Regions from separate parts of the Gossypium arboreum genome. Here region 2 is linked to region 1. Evidence: chromatin contacts called from public Hi-C data. All regions are on one chromosome and are shown on one strand. Each heading gives the region's core, a stretch centred on a gene start, on an enhancer-like site or on the middle of the called end of the contact. The rest is flanking DNA. Distances are from core to core; before and after follow the strand shown.

What was found. A called contact is a pair of places that touch in the nucleus more often than the background predicts.
Region 2: a Hi-C map of leaf shows a contact between it and region 1, with 3 times the contacts expected there. The contact joins the promoter of LOC108473860 here to the enhancer-like site in region 1. A contact is called at or near these places in 2 of 5 Hi-C or Micro-C datasets (both in leaf).

The regions. Positions count from the first base shown.
Region 1 is chr8:61,152,630-61,157,569 of ASM2569848v2, reverse strand. No RefSeq gene overlaps it. Among protein-coding and RNA genes, the nearest start is that of LOC128279672, 23 kb to the left of the region's middle. Within about 2 kb of position 3,244, at least 2 of the 2 cell types and tissues checked have an H3K27ac peak or open chromatin away from gene starts, as enhancers often do. A contact at or near this core is called in leaf, where this site is marked.
Region 2 is chr8:61,300,393-61,305,479 of ASM2569848v2, reverse strand. LOC108473860 (rab GTPase-activating protein 22-like) reads right to left here and starts at 2,831. Exons shown (of 6, transcript XM_017775654.2): 1 at 2,231-2,831; 2 at 1,954-2,118; 3 at 691-826; 4 at 551-600; 5 at 303-356; 6 at 1-182. The coding sequence starts at 2,394. LOC128296611 reads right to left here. Exons shown (of 5, transcript XM_053032044.1): 5 at 4,966-5,052. The coding sequence ends at 4,966.

The DNA.
Region 1 (4,940 bases), core at 1,995-4,494:
TATGTTTAGTATCATAAAATCATACCTTGAGAAGGAAAAAATGGAGAAACAAAAAAAAAAATTTGTGGAAAAAAAAAATGGAAAAGGAAAGGTTTGATTGTGAAGCTTCATGTCCTTCCAGCTTTTTGAGATTCGGCTAATCTCAGATTGTGGCACTGGGACTGCACCATTTTGTTGTTTAATATGCAACTAGACTAAAAAGATTATATGAGTCACTAAGGTTAGGTTGAATATTTAGTTATTTGACATAATTTATTATTTAAATAATAGACCCAAATTAGACAAAATCCCATGATTGTTGAGCGGTCAAATCACCTGATTGTTTTCATCATTGCAAGTTCAGCAGCTTTGCACACAGATTTTAAGCGACCAGCTGCCACCGATTTAACTGTGGGGTTAGCTTTGATTTGTTTGGAGTTATTATTTTGTGCTTATAAGTATCAGTCAACTGAGCAGTCTGCGAGTAAAAATACTTTCTCGAGAAAATTGTGATTTTGAAGCATCAGTGCTCCATTTTTCCTCTAAATGGCGTTATTGATGATATCAGTCCCAATAAATTGATTGCTTCCCATTACACAAAACCCTCTTCTTTTTTCCTGATCAGAAAATGGTCAACATTTAGTCAAAATCAAATTTGATTCTGACATTGACATTGATTCTGTCCGAATTGAACATTATAAAGAAGTTCGAAGAAAAAATGAAAAAAAAAAAAAGCTTTTTGGATTCATCAAGCAAAGTGGTTCGAAGTTCAAACAATAAGGAACTGAGTGGGGACTCAAAGTAGCCTAAAGACAGTAGGACCACCAAGGATGGGATAAGGGCAAAGCCACTGATGTAGTGGTGACTTGAAACCTTTAAAGCACAAAAAGCAAAGGATAGGGATAGGGTTCCTATACCAAAGGTTTGCCAATGTGTTTTTAATAATATCATCGTTGAATATGGGGAAGGTGGGGCAAAAAAATGGGGCTCTAGTGTTTTCATACGCATGGTAAAAGATTACAGAGGAAAAAGAAAAGAAAAGGTAAAAGAAAGAAAGAGATGCTTAGAAAAAAATGTATGCATATTAAAGAAGTTGAATGGTGGAAAACGTTAAGTACAAAATTGTTGCAAATGATAGAGGAGGACCAGGGCTATTTTATTTGGGTACCCTGCCATTTGTTTTCTCATACAAAGGTCAGGCTAGCTGTGAGAAGGAATTTTTTTTTAGAAAGTTAAAATTGAATTAAAATTTTTACTTTATTTTGAGATCGACCCTCACTTGCATTAGCACCTCCTTAGATTAAATGTTTGTCTTTGGTCGAGGTACATCGGATTCGTGCCAAGGTATAAACCCAACACTTCGTTAAAAACTCTTTAAAACAATTTTAAATAATTAAATTTTTAATGTGTCACCTTCATATATATATATATATATATATATATATATATGATAAAATTGATATATTGATATAATACGAGATTCATTTATACTGATATAAAATTAATATAATTTTATATACTTTTAAAATTTTATTTATGGTTGAATTTATTAATATAATTATATTTATTATACATATAAATTTTTAATTAATTTAATTTCTCTATCATATTAATTTAAAATATTATTTATATTAATATGTTTAATGATTAAAAGATTTTTTTCATAAAATATATAGGTAATTTTTTTAAAATACTTTAAATTTAACATGAATAAGACATAATAATTAAATTATTAAAATATCAAATTTCACATACTCGATATTCGTCCCTAAATTGAAAAGGAAAGCATTAACAAATTTAGGGGATAGGAATAATACCCTCCATGGGATGCTTACAAATAGGGAAAATATGTGATGAAGATAGAGTTGTTAACGTGCTTTGACTTATTATACTATAATCCATAGATCTGATTTTGTCTTTAACTATAACTAGAGTAGGTACCCCCAATGAATGAATAGGTTAACATCACAAACTCCAAGAATACAGCGTGCCCCAGTTTTTTCTTTTCATTTTCAGCTAGTATAAAAATTCGATTTAATTAAAAATTGAAAAAAATTTAAAATTTGGATTTTTCAGTTGAATTAATTTAAATTTTTTTCTCCTCTCAAATCTTTTTACTTTTCCTAAAAATTTTACTACCCAAATTTTTTTCTTTTATTTTCTTCCTAATTCTTTTATTTCCTCTAAAAAAATTTAGTTTCTTCAAACCCCCAAAAATTTTTTCTTTTACTTTCTCCTTAATATTTTCACTTTCCTTTCAAAAATTTATTTTTCACAAACTCTCAACTTTCATTTTCCCGAACCTCAATTTTTTTAATTTATATCTACTATTTATATTATTAAATTATTTAATCACCCCAATCTTTATCAATTTTGTTAAAATTAAATTATTAAAGATGTGAAAAAATATTTATGTTAAAATTTTCTTTTGATATTTATTTCATATTTTGTATTTAAAATAAATTTTATTAAAATTTCATGTTTTTACATTTAATATATTTTTAATTTTAAAATAAGTTAAAATGTATGTAAAATTATGAGAAGATGAAAGTTAATAATAAATTTAATTATAGTGGGCAAATTCAATTACGGTAGTTGGTAATGACTACAAAGACCTAAATTTATTTTTTAATTTAACTTGAACAAATACATTCGATTTAATTGAATTTTATCTCACTCAATTCTATTCGAAAAAATTTAAATTAAATTAAAATGATAAAATATAATTTATCAACTCAATCTATTTAAAATTCTTTCATTCAATTCAATTCAATTAAATCAAATACTCACCTCTATTCTCATCAACAACCGACTTAGCCCAAATATAAAATTCTTCAAAAACCAAAGATTTCAATGCAAGCTGCAAGCCTGCCACATCTAATGACAGCATCGTGAAGAAGGAACTTAACATATCACTGACATAATCAATTTTTACTTATGAATGAATGGCCCCCCTTTGCTGGAACCTTTTCAATTACATACCTACTATCACAATAATGAAAGGGAGTTACAAGGGGAATAAAATGAGCTCTAGTTTCCATGGGACAGTGACAACTCCCCAAGTGCCAAGAGTCTGACCTTTGCATTAAAGCATGCGCTCAAGCATCATCATTATTTTTTATTAACCATGCTTGCTAGGTTTTTGTTTTGCTTTTACACTAATTTTCATCATCTCATGTTAATATTTTGACAGTGATTGAACTTCAAAGTAGGGTTAACCTAATAATTTCATACATTTGAACATTGATACCCTGAAAACAAGGGTAGATTTCTGTTTATATATATAAAAGGGATGATACATATGTTTTATCCTCTTAGAGTTCAGCAAGGGGCAATGAGCAATGAACATCCATTGCTTCAAAGCCAAGACAAGTTTTGGAACCCCAAAACCAATTTAAATTGCAAGAAAGGGAAAGATACCAAACCTCATACAAATAGCATCATTCGGATACACAAATAGCTAAGGTGTGTAAATAATAAAAGAGAGATTTGTTGATAGTGAGACGTAAGGCATTCCAAAATTTCGAGTCACGTGCTTGAGAGAAGCAATCGACGCCAAATTTCTTACTACTTAATTTATTGCAAATGGCAAGTGGCAAAGGCCAAAGCGTAATTTAAAATTGCTGCTGCAGCACCAACAAAAGCATTATCCTTCCATGATTCCACCATCAAAACATCAACTTACGAAAGCATCCCTACAAAACAGCACATGTTCTGCTTCTTATTAGCGGTAAATATTTAACTGAGTCGAGTCGAATCGAGTTAAAAAAATTTAAGTTAGTCGAGTTGATAAATCATATTTTAGTAACCGAATTCAATTTGGATTTTTTTCAAATCGAATCGAATCGAGTGAAAAAATTTCAAGTTAAGTCGAGTCGAATTAACGAATTATATTATTTATACTCAATGTTACGTTTATAAGGACCGATTATTTAATTAGTAGACGAAGTATAAGATTATTTAACTACATAAACAATATAATTGTTTTACATTTTAACTTAATAAGTTAATAATTTTGACTTTTAACTTTAGAAAAGGTAAATATTTATCAAAACGATATAGTTTTGCCTTTTCTTATTCAGATTTTTAGATAATTCGAATTGTGTAATTCATGTTTGAGTTAAACAAAAAAACTTAATTTTTTATTCAAGTTGATCCGAATAACTTGATTAACTCAAATAACTCGAACTATTTAATTCAAAAATTAAATTTTTTATCGAGTTTTTCGAATCGAATTAGATTTTGTTTACCCCTACTTCTTATATCTATATGATAATGTTAAAATAGAATGTTGACAATGCTAATGTATCGTAAAAAAAAAGAAAAAGAAAAATAGAACACACAAATTTTATGCGGGAAAAAATCATTGGTAGAAAAAAAAATCTACTATGTCGAGGAATATAAACTACATCTATTTATAGATTTAGAAAATCGTATTCTAATTAACATCTAATAGAAATAATGCACTACCAAAATAGTCGTCCCAGTCCAATATATTACTTATTAAGAATTATTTTATTTTAATAAGAATTGAAGTTATTACTCTTAACATATCGTAAATGGTACTTTAGTAATTACGCTACATATATGTTTTGTATTTAAGGTGGGAGCTTGTACAAGGAATGGAGCTATTCCCTTTACTTCATTCATTTATCTACGTTGTCTCTTTGAAGTAATGGCTGCCTTAAGTGTTGAAACTTGTGCTAAAGTACCAACTCCGAGACCCTTAACCATTTTTATTTTTGCAGGTTTCCATATTTAAAGAGAAAAATCACAACCAATTTGGGCATGGGCACTGCTATTTTTATTTTAACGAGGGTTGAAGTAAAAAATTCAAAAAATTCAAAAAAAGAAAAAAGAAAAAGGTGCTGAGTGGAGTATGCCTGTATCAGTTATTTTGGTTTGATGACGATTTCCCAGCAGGTGTATGGTACCATGAACAATCCAAATAATAACCCATT
Region 2 (5,087 bases), core at 1,582-4,081, 150 kb before region 1:
CCTCACTACAGAGAGACTCTCTGGCACTAACCACATCTTCAGAACTAGATGTGTCTGTCTCCTCAACAAGACTTCCACTGTCTCCATTTCGACAAGTGGCACCCGTTTCAGATGACTTAAAACTCCCAGTGCCATGTTTTAGGAGAAGCCGGCACTTTCTTCGGAGCTTTTCATATTCTTTCCTGCATCAACAGATTGTCAGAAGGTGAAGAAACAAACCGAAGAAATGGTTCTTGGTAGCATTTGACTATAGCTGCAAGGAATAACAAAGTAATAAATACAGGAAGGGCGTGGAAGTTGACCTTTTCTGAGTTCTAACAGCATCTCTTTCTTCTTTGGAACTGTTTAAATCATAGCTGTTGCAGAGAAAAAGAACAGGAAAATGTCATGATATGAAATGGAACACCTATAACTTGAGAATAGCCAAGATGTTCTCCCCTTATTCCATGGAAAGGTAGAAACTTCCCGGGATGTCTTGGCATGGTGGTGTAAAAGAACAACAGAAGCAGTAGCAACAACAAGAAGGGTAACACAGGTTCAGTACACTTACACTCCAAGGAGGAAGGGCCAGACCTCTGCCCTAATACTTGGATCAACACCCTACACCAATGGTGAACAAGATTAAGCATTTTGATTACAACAAAAGAATTGAATGAGAAAATCAGCAGGTTAGCTGTGACAGTAACTCACTCTACAGCGAACTTTCTTCAAGAACTTGACTCCACCATCCCGGAGTCTACCATCAGGTGTAAACAAACTTCTCCACTGCTGAGGTGAGAGGGCATGTTTCTTTCTATAGCGAGACCAGGGTGATCTGAGCCGACCACTGAAAAAAAAGGATGAATTTGCAAATAGAAAATGAGAAAATAATAATAAGACATGTGATTTAAGAGAACCAATTTATAGATATGAATGCATCTTTTTCTGTGTTTCACATAATGAGGTTCATGGAAACAAAAACCATTACTAAGTTTGAGAGAAAGGATATTGTGTTATTGCAGTAACCATCATAACATCACTAAGTTATCTACTCTTCCCTCATCAAGCTTTACACCAGATACCAACTCTCATGAGCAAAGAATAATGACTTGCACCAACGAGCATCCACCAGAAAGATAAGATTTACGTTCGATTCTATTTTGCTTAGGAGGTTAGCCAGCCAAATTATGTAATATGATAAATATGAAATTTGGCACCAGCTCCAGTATGTCTCTTATCAAAGATCAGTATAATGAGTTCCGAGAAATTTCCAAATTTTAAACTGTAAAAAAAGTTTAGCAGTTGAAAGCCAGGATATGGGTTGAAGAAAAGAGAGGAATGGACTCCTCATCTGAATATGATTCCCTCTAATTTTCCAATTTTAAAAGGGATAACTTCAAGCTGCTGATTGAAAAAGGGAGAACCATAATCTACTTTCTCATCTATTTAAAACTAGAGTATTTCTTTTTCTTTTTCGAAGTCCATCAGTTTCTGTTGATTATGAGTGTTAATATTCAAATATATCAACATTAGAAAGTCATAATCATGAATAAAATCCTAGCAGATTGAAGCAGTCTAAAGGCAACCTTAGTCAACGATAAAAAAAATATGTTAAAAAAATAAGGTTGCCAAGTCACATTAACACAGATTCAAAAAAAATAAGTAAAGCAAAGAAAATATTAGAATTTGAAATTTATAACCAAACAATGGAGCAATAATGACTGGAAATACTAACAAACAAGAAGCAGAAACCGTAATTAGCGAAAAGAGAAAAAGTTTGAAGGGGTGTAGAAAGAATATAGAAGAAAAAAAAAAAGGAAGCAAGGCAAACGAGGAAACAAATAGTTTCGAACTTATACAAAGGGGAAAGAATTGAGAGAGGAGATCGGGATCTGAATCGAAAATCTAACAAGAGATTACTTAAATGAGTAAGTGTTTAGGGATAAAGGGAGAAGAAAGAGGACGAGGACTCACCGATCAGTGGAAGAACAAGAAACTGGTGAAGAAGAGGTAACAACGAATAGAACCGAACGCAAATGAATCCACGAAGATGATGACGATGACGATGACGACGACGAAGAGGGTGAAGGTGAAGGTGAGTTCGGAGATGAAGATGAAGTCTGACTTCTTCTAAGAGCTCTCATCTATTAGAATTTGATTCTTATCGACTACTCTTACTACGAACCGGTACTAGGGGTTTCGGAGATTTGCTTTTACCGTTAAGCATTGAGAGGAGGAATTTTCTTTTTACCTAGTAGTGGTGAAGAAAATGGCGGCAAAGAGAGCGAGGCCGGCAACAGCAGTAACGGCGACGGTAGTTTTGGAGGGCGGCATGGGTACAGCGGACCAGAATCCTCCTCCGCCGCCGCCAAAGTGGTGGATTCCGGTAGGGCTGTTGTTGGCTGAGGGGAGCATGGAAGGCTTGAGGTGGAGGAAACCAAATCAAGATGCCCGACCTACCCCGTCCTTTTAACTTCTTCCTCTGAGTTTTTCTTTTTCTTTTTAGCTTTGTTGACTGCTTCGCTTTCTCAAATCTCAACAGCTCCTTTCTTTTATTATGTTTTCCTGATTGGGTTTTGGTTTATTCGGCCGCCCGCCCAATGAATGAATCGAGAAAGAAAGGTGTATTTGAGTTATGTGCCTATCTAGACTAGACTCCATACTACATAGCTTTTCAGAGAGAAAGAGTTCTAAAACTGAAAGATTTGATTTCAGATTGATTCTACTACCTACGCTTATTATTTCCGCTGTTAGGTATTGGTCCCTTCTCGCTTTCTTTATTATTTATTATTTCTCCTTTTCTTTTTTGAATTTCATTTGACCTAATTCCTTTTCCAAATACAAATTGATTTTGGGTTAAATATATTTTCATCACCACCACAATCAATCCAAAATCGGTTTATTAAATTTCGTATACAAATTTCACTTATTGTAAATTTTAATAGTTATTAAAATTAGATTTTTATTTTTATATTTTTATGCTTATAAATAGATACTACGATAAATCATTATAATTATTCCTTTTGATTAATAAAGTTCATTATCTATTACTTTCATATTTTTTTATTTTTATTATTCACATCTCTATTTATTTTATAACACGTTATTAGTACCATGATTTTCTATTTTTTTTAAAGTTTTTTCTTTTAAAGTCCAATCCTTTTTCATCTTAAACTTTCACTCTTACGACTTCATATTCGGGATGTTGAAAGATTCAATAATGGATCACGATGATGACCATGATGTTAAAAATCTTTTAGTATATTTTATTATTTTATTTATTATATCATATTTATTATTATTGGAGAATAATCATGACAACATAAATGAATAGATTCTAATTTAAAATCACGTATGTTTACAATGGTGATTATGAAATAAAAAATCAATAGATGTGTTTAGAAGTCTGCCCTACCAGATTTGTTACATTCTCTAAAGTGAATGCAAACATAAAAAAATAAAATAAAAGATATAATCATGGGCCACTAAAAGTAGGAACATAATAATAAATAAGAGAACAATAAGAGTTCTCAAGATAACTCTTCAAAGGGTAAAGATAACTTATGTTATCAATGTAATATAAAAGATTCTTGGCCATATATGTGGTGTTTTCCCAAATATTTTGTTTCTATTAATATTCTTTGAGGAAGGATATGAGAATGTAGTAATGAATTCTATCATTACGGATAGAAAATATTTATCTTATTTAGTCTTGAAACAAACAAATATTATTCCAATATTTGGTAGTACAAAATTAGTCGAAAGCTCCAAAAAGCTAATATATTAATATCTTATGATAATTAATCTATTGGTTTTAAAAGATATTTATAATGGATCTTATATTGAGATTGTGAATGAGGAAAATATTATACTTCATATGAATCACTATTCCTATAAATATCTATTTTGAAAGGATGAAAAGAGAGGATTGGGTTATTAATTTATATTTATTTTATAATATTTGTGATATGCTTTTGTCATCATTCCCATTAAGGGGTTGGAAGCAAAATTTTTACTGTGAAAGATCTATTTATGAGCAATAAAATATGAAAATTCTATCTAAAACTCGTTATAGTTGGATGCATATTTTTTAGATATTTGAATATTTTGGCATATTCCCTGAAGTGAATATTGCATATAATTGTTTGGAAATTATATTTATTTTGTTGTCTTAGTTACATTATAATATTCACATTGATTTAGACATTTCCAATAGTAAATGTCACAATAGCACTTATATGTGGATACAAAGTAAAATGAATGATAGTAAAATTATTAATTTGTTACAATTTAGTACAATTGAAACACATGTTAAAGTAAACCAGAAGTTTATTGATACAAATGCATTTCTACTTGGCATGATTCACTACAGGAAAACAGACTTTTAGCGGCGTTTTTTTTTCCTTTAGCGGCATTGTTAAGCACCGCTAATACTTTTAGCGGCGCTTTCTCAAGCGCCGCAAAAAACGTCGCTATATGCAACGCCACAAAAATTAGCGGCGTTTTTTAGAAAAAACGCCGGTAAAGATTAGGACATTTAGCGGCGCTTTTATAAAAAACGCCGCTAAAGACCAGGACCTTTAGCGGCGCTTTTTTAAAAAAAGCCGCTAGAAACCAGGACCTTTAGCGACGCTTTTATAAAAAACGCCGCTAGAGACCTGTACTTTTAGCGGCGCTTTTATAAAAAACGCCGCTAAAGACATGTACTTTTAGCGGCGCTTTTTTAAAAACGCCGCTAATTTTCCCAGTTTTGCAATATGTATTTTTGCACCTATATCCAACCCTCCTGCAAGAAATTCAATAAAAAACAGCAAATATACCATGAAATCCAACCAAAACACGTAAATTTAAATAATACAAAATTATACGAAAAATATATTATATAAATTGTAAATGAATATTCAAAATATTCTTAAAGTAATGTTAAAAGTTACAAGAAAACAAATGTCTATGATGGCGGATTTTGAAATTGGTAGAACATAGTCATCATAGATGAAGTCTTCTTTGGAGTTCATTGTATTTCCTGCTCGCTCGCCTCCTCGCCACGCCTCCGCCTCCTCGGCCGCCTCCGCTCTAAGTTGAGAAATTTGCTCATCTGTGCTAGCTTG